Regions from separate parts of the Mus musculus genome. Here region 1 is linked to region 2. The links are chromatin contacts, called in public Micro-C maps. All regions are on one chromosome and are shown on one strand. The core of a region is the stretch at or near the end of the contact, and the rest is flanking DNA. Distances in the headings are between cores, read along the strand shown.

The links. Hi-C and Micro-C count contacts between places; a contact is called where the count stands out from the background.
Region 1: a contact with region 2 is called in a Micro-C map of the G1E-ER4 cell line. The contact joins two enhancer-like sites. A contact is called at or near these places in 3 of 39 promoter capture datasets (the C10 cell line, embryonic stem cells and hematopoietic stem and progenitor cells), 1 of 15 datasets of contacts at CTCF or cohesin (pro-B cells), 52 of 484 Hi-C or Micro-C datasets (the AML12 cell line, the C3H10T1/2 cell line, CD4 T cells and 38 more), 17 of 115 datasets of contacts at active chromatin or transcription factors (the 230-238 cell line, the HPC-7 cell line, T-cell acute lymphoblastic leukemia and 10 more) and 4 of 9 other capture datasets (adipose tissue, liver, macrophages and 1 more).

The regions. Positions count from the first base shown.
Region 1 is chr6:90,711,811-90,714,510 of GRCm38.p6, reverse strand. The region is part of intron 1 of Iqsec1 (IQ motif and Sec7 domain 1); the gene reads left to right. Among named protein-coding and RNA genes, the nearest start is that of Iqsec1, 97 kb to the left of the region's middle. Within about 2 kb of position 1,265, at least 93 of the 459 cell types and tissues checked have an H3K27ac peak or open chromatin away from gene starts, as enhancers often do. A contact at or near this core is called in the G1E-ER4 cell line, the HPC-7 cell line, adipose tissue and 4 more, where this site is marked.
Region 2 is chr6:90,621,905-90,624,636 of GRCm38.p6, reverse strand. The region is part of intron 2 of Slc41a3 (solute carrier family 41, member 3); the gene reads right to left. Among named protein-coding and RNA genes, the nearest start is that of Slc41a3, 18 kb to the right of the region's middle. Within about 2 kb of position 1,381, at least 53 of the 459 cell types and tissues checked have an H3K27ac peak or open chromatin away from gene starts, as enhancers often do. A contact at or near this core is called in the G1E-ER4 cell line, the HPC-7 cell line, adipose tissue and 4 more, where this site is marked.

The DNA.
Region 1 (2,700 bases), core at 16-2,515, 90 kb before region 2:
CACCACCACCACCACCCCTCCCACCTTCCCATCCCCCTAGCCACACACACACACACACACACACACACACACACACACACACACACACACACACCACCACCACCACCCCTCCCACCTTCCCATCCCCCTAGCCACACACACACACACACACACACACACACACACACACACACACACACACACACACACACACACAATGTGGTTTCTAAGGAAGCCTGAAAAGGGCTGGAGAGACTAGAGGATGCTGCAGAGGCTGAGCTATGTGCTCCTTTGAATACAGCCTTCTTGGGACTTTATTGAATCTTGCCTAAAGTCCTTTCACTTGCTCCCTAAACTCAGATAGGAGTCAGCATGCTCCAGAGACTTAACCCAGTCTCTGTCACCACAGAGCCACTACTCTACATGCAAAGGCACCTTGAATAGCATGGGCTACCTGATGCTTCAGTGTTTTTCCACATCACAGCAACAACCAACACAGAATTGTTTACCTTTTCTTTTCTAAAAGAACACGAGCAAAAACAGAGATCCCAGTGGCCATAGCTGGACCACAGCAGCCTAAGAAGCTCAGGCCCAGATGTTGGGATGGAGGCTAGGCCTCTGGAGGCCCCTGCCAGGACTTCAGGTTTTTGTTCAAGGAAGTCGGACTATGAACTAGTTGTGCTAATATTTACACAGCTTTGGCTTAAAACACAGACAAGACTGACAGCTGCATGGTTGAATAGCCTGATGACTGGGCAGATGGGTGTTTGTGGAGGGGATTGGACAGGCCCTCGGGTTGTGTGTGTGTGTGTGTGTGTGTGTGTATGTATACATGCACATGTATAAAGCCACATTTACCTGACTATATTCTGCAGATGTGGAATCATGGATTGCTAGAGTATCAGGAATTCAGAGCAGCTCAGAACATCAGGAAGATGGCTCCAGGAGACAAATTCTTTCAAATCACAGCTCACTTTTGAGTTAATTCAAGTTACTTCAACCCTCTGGGCCTCAGTTTCCCCTTTAATGATAGGGTATGACAGTAGTGCCTGGCAGGGGCTTTGTGGGTATGGGTGGCCTTCCATGGCTGGCCAGCCCTGGAGCCTCCAGTCTGCTGTCCAGTTTGTCCAAGTCAGCACTGTGCACTTCCCAGCTGCCAGTGACCCGCTGTGTTTTCTTCCTTCCTCTTTTGTAAATTTCCTTTGAATGATGATGACGTGTGAAATATCCGCCCAGTAAGCACAGAGGCAAGGCAACCACCAAGCTCTAGTGGGCTGGGACTATGCCATGGCTGGAGGCCTGGGAGAGGTGTGTTTGTCTGGGGAAAGGAGGCTCAAGGCTGTTGAGTGAGATTTACCCTGAGTCCTCAAAAGCAGATCCTAATGACTTTAAAGGCCATTAAGGCTCTTCAAGAATTAATTGCTGTGGCCTTAGAGGATCTGGCTGATCCACTGCGGGAGCTGCTGCAGAGAGAAAATTGATGGCAATTATGGGGAAAATATGGCATGGTGCCAGCTGGGCCAGTCCCAACTCTGGCTTTGATAGCGGTACCTTTATTGAGTGATCCACAGCACCTGGCCCTGTTATCAGATTGACCACTGCATCCAGGAATACAGGTGTGAACAGGGATGGCATGCTCTCCCAACCTGGAAGAGGTTGACCCAAGATGGACTTAGCCACAGGCTTGCCTGTTTGTGTTCTTTCATTCCCATGACATTAACTGAGGAACCATGGTTACTCAGTATGTCACTTTAGCCCTTTTGGTTGAGCAGTATTGGGTATGTTGCCTCCCCTCCCTGAGCCTTGATTGTCCCACCCATGAAATGAGACTACAACTGTGAGTGGGGGTGGGGTGGGGTGAGCCGCTCCGCCCACAGAAGCCCAGTGAGTGGTTTCGACAGTCACTGTCCAGCTTTTCCCTTCCACAGCAAGACTGCTGGATTAAAATGGTCCCTACCATCTTCTCTTCTTCTAAGTTGAAGGCTGGTTTGGGGACCCTGCATGGGAACACTCTCTGAGGCCACTTGCTTAGAGTTTGTCTGTGCCATTTGAACGTGGCCACAGCTTCTCTGCTCATCATGGAAGTGGCTTCCTTCACATTTTATAATCTTGGTGCAAGGTCTCTCGACACAGTGACAGCTCAGTTTGAACTGAAGGCACTCTGTAGAGCTTTCATGGGCCTCTGCGGACAAAGCCTCACTGGATTTCCTTTTCCTTTCTGTTCAAAGGTCAGCCCAGTAATAGCCACATAGCTGTGCATAGCAGCAGTGGTGGTGATGGTGGTGTGTGTGTGTGTGTGTGTGTGTGTGTGTGTTGTTTTCAATTAGGAGTACAGGCTTCTATCCCTTATTTCAGATATAAGGAGGAAGCCATACAGAATCGCCAGCCAGGGAGGGCTGAGCTGGGATTTGCACCCTGACTGCCTGGCTTCAGGGCCTGTGTGCTCCACAGCCAGAATCTATTTCCTCTGGGGTAACTCATGTCTGGCAAAATGGCACTAGTGTAAATAGATCTGGTATCGCCTGGTTTCTAGATTTCCAAAATCTTCCCAAGTGCCCCAGCCTGTACTCTGGTCAGTGACAGTGTGTCGGGCTCTCCTGGAGTCTCTTTCCCCCCACAGACCACAAGAATCACTTCTCTGGAGTCTACTAGGGGTATGTGGGTAGCACTTTGTTCTTTAAAAAACAAAAACAAAACTTTAATCTTGTATGCAGCCCCAGC
Region 2 (2,732 bases), core at 132-2,631:
ACTCACTCTGTAGACCAGGCTGGCTTTGAACTCATAGAGATCTGCCTGTCCTCTGCCTCCTGAGTGCTGGGATTAAAGGCGTGTGCTGCCCATAACTGGCCTAAATCGTTTAAAGTGAAAAACTTAAAGTGTTTTAAGTAAACAGGACACTTTAAATATCATTAACCGAATCAGCAGCTGAGGCCTCCAGTGGGCCCCCTCCTGCCTCCTATCCTCAGAGGCCAGGAAAAAGGCAGGGCTAGACTGGAGGCCAGTAGTCTGGCCCAGCGCCGCCTGAAAATGTGCCAGTGTGCAGCAACAGCTTTGTAGACATTGGATCAAGTCACCAATTCAGTTATTTCTCCTAATTTGGGAGGCCTGGAGAAACTCTGCTAAACTAACTGGTAGGGGCACTTTGACAAGGGTATCCCAGGCTCCACCCGGAACCCTGCTGGACCCTGGGCTTTCCAGAACAGGAAAGTCCATTTGATGGAGACCCCGCATCTAACACACAAACAATAACACCGGAAAAGGCAGAGTAGCTAGGATGTGTTGAGAAATATGGGAAAGAGAGGAGGTGTTCGTGTGATGGACCCTCCCCACTTCCTCCCCCCACTGCCTGATAAACACCCCCAGATCTGATTTAAGTAGGGCCTCAACGGATTAAGATCTTCTTTTTTTTTTTCCCTTTTGGTTTTTTGAGATAGGGTTTCTCTGTGTAGCCCTGGCTGTCCTGGAACTCATTCTGTAGACCAGGCTGGCCTTGAACTCAGAAATCCGCCTGCCTCTGCCTCCCAAGTGCTAGGATTAAAGGCGTGTGCCACCACTGCCTGGCTACGGATTAAGACCTTAAGGTTGTGGGATTCTAGGTTCTAGGCCTAAAGACAAATTCCTTCTTTTCTGAAGGGGGTCCTGGGCTCGGTCCCCAATCTCCCCAGGAAAGAGTAGCTAGAGACACAAACACATGTCACCTCTGGGGAAAGCAGGAGTCACCCCCAGGCAGCAGTGCCTTGGAGGCATGACAGAGAAGGACTAGTCAGAGGCTCTATAAAAGTCTTATCTTATATATTTACCCACTGGGTAGGAACAAAATGTAGTCTTAACGTGCATTGCTTTTTTAGCACCGAGTCTGAACATTTTACCCTGTTCATAATGTTGATTCCCTCTCTAAAATGATCTCTTTGCGTTTGCCCACATTTATCCCTTTGCTTGGATCTTTCATAATATAGACATTAGCCCTTTAAGAAATGCATGCGATTTCCTGCTCTCAGATGAAGAACTCGGTTGGAAGCAGAGGCCCACCTGCAGGGGCCCTTCCTTATCAATCCAGCTACTGCCGCCCCATTCTCTGCAGCAGGGGCCTCAGGTCTGTGTGTAGCTGCCTATCAGCCCCGCGCACCCCTCGGGCACACACCACCCACACCACCATCACACACACTCTCCTACTCCTGACCAGGGCTGTCTGGCACACCCTGTCCTTTCCTAGCATGTCCTCTGCCCCAGCCCTCACCCACCACCCTCTGCCTCCCCCACAGCCTGGTGCACATTCTCCCGGCCACACACAAGGCCACACATCTAATAGCCCCACATCAGAACAAACTCTGTGTCTCTTCCTTCAACTCTCCTCTCTCTCAGCGCCAGGAACTCCTGACCAAGTTTCCGTTCTCCTCCTCCAGTCACAGCTCAGTGCTGTGCTGGCCATGGCAACAGCATTCTCTTCCTCAGGACCTGCTGTGTGTGAATGGGCTCTTGGATCACTCTCTGCTGCCCTCGCCCCTGGAGAACAGCTTGAGGTGGCCAGCCTCTGAACTTGTTCTCTGTCCTAGCCCCCTGCTCTAGCTCCCTGCTGGTCTCCCTAATGACTCCGCCATGGTCCCCAACCCCTTTCTTCTCCTGACCCAGTCACACTTCCAATTCTCCCTTCTATTTACACATCTCTCTTTCAAGGCTTGAGTTACTTCCAGCACCCAGCCCACCTTCCCCACAGTTGCATGCCTCAGGAGGGAGGAAGGGAGACTTGACTCCATGGTCCCAGACCCTTGCTGCTGATGCCACCTTGGGTTAGGGCTGAGCCAGTTCTGGCCATGAAACTGACTGACGGTGCTGGGGATGGACCCCGGTGCCTTGCCTGAGCTAGGGTAGTGCTCTATCCTGGGACTGCATCCACAGCCCTGGCCATGAGAGTTAAGCCATTGACCGAGCGTGTCAGGTGAGAAGAAGATGAACTGAGACAAGGTCAACAGAGACTAGCTAAAGTGTGTCCCCCCAAATTGACGGGACTGCAGCTGTAAAGACACAGTGTTTAGAGACACGGTCCTCAAAGAGGGGCTGAGCTAAGGGAGTCATAGGAGGATGATCCCTGATTCCCAATCCTACAAGACTGGTAGGGTATCTCACAAGCACAGATATGCAAAGAGAGGTGACCATGTGGGGAGCAGGGGGGAGGGGGGAAATGGCATTACTGGCTTAGGATGTCGACACTGCCAACACCTGGCATCTCAGACTTCTAACCCCTAGAGATAATGTCAACTTCTGTGGGATACACTGTCTGGCTTCAGGTGCTCTACAGCAGCCCTGGCAGACTGAGGCAGATGACAAAGGAGGCCTGACCCCTGCTGATGTCCTGACCACCCAGATCCAGAATGGCTCTTTCTCCAGGTTTCTTTTGTGTGTCCTTGATGTCACTTTGGTCTGACTGATGCTCTGAGCTCATTGATGTCCCTGGTATCCCTCCCACCTTATGGATGTAAGCT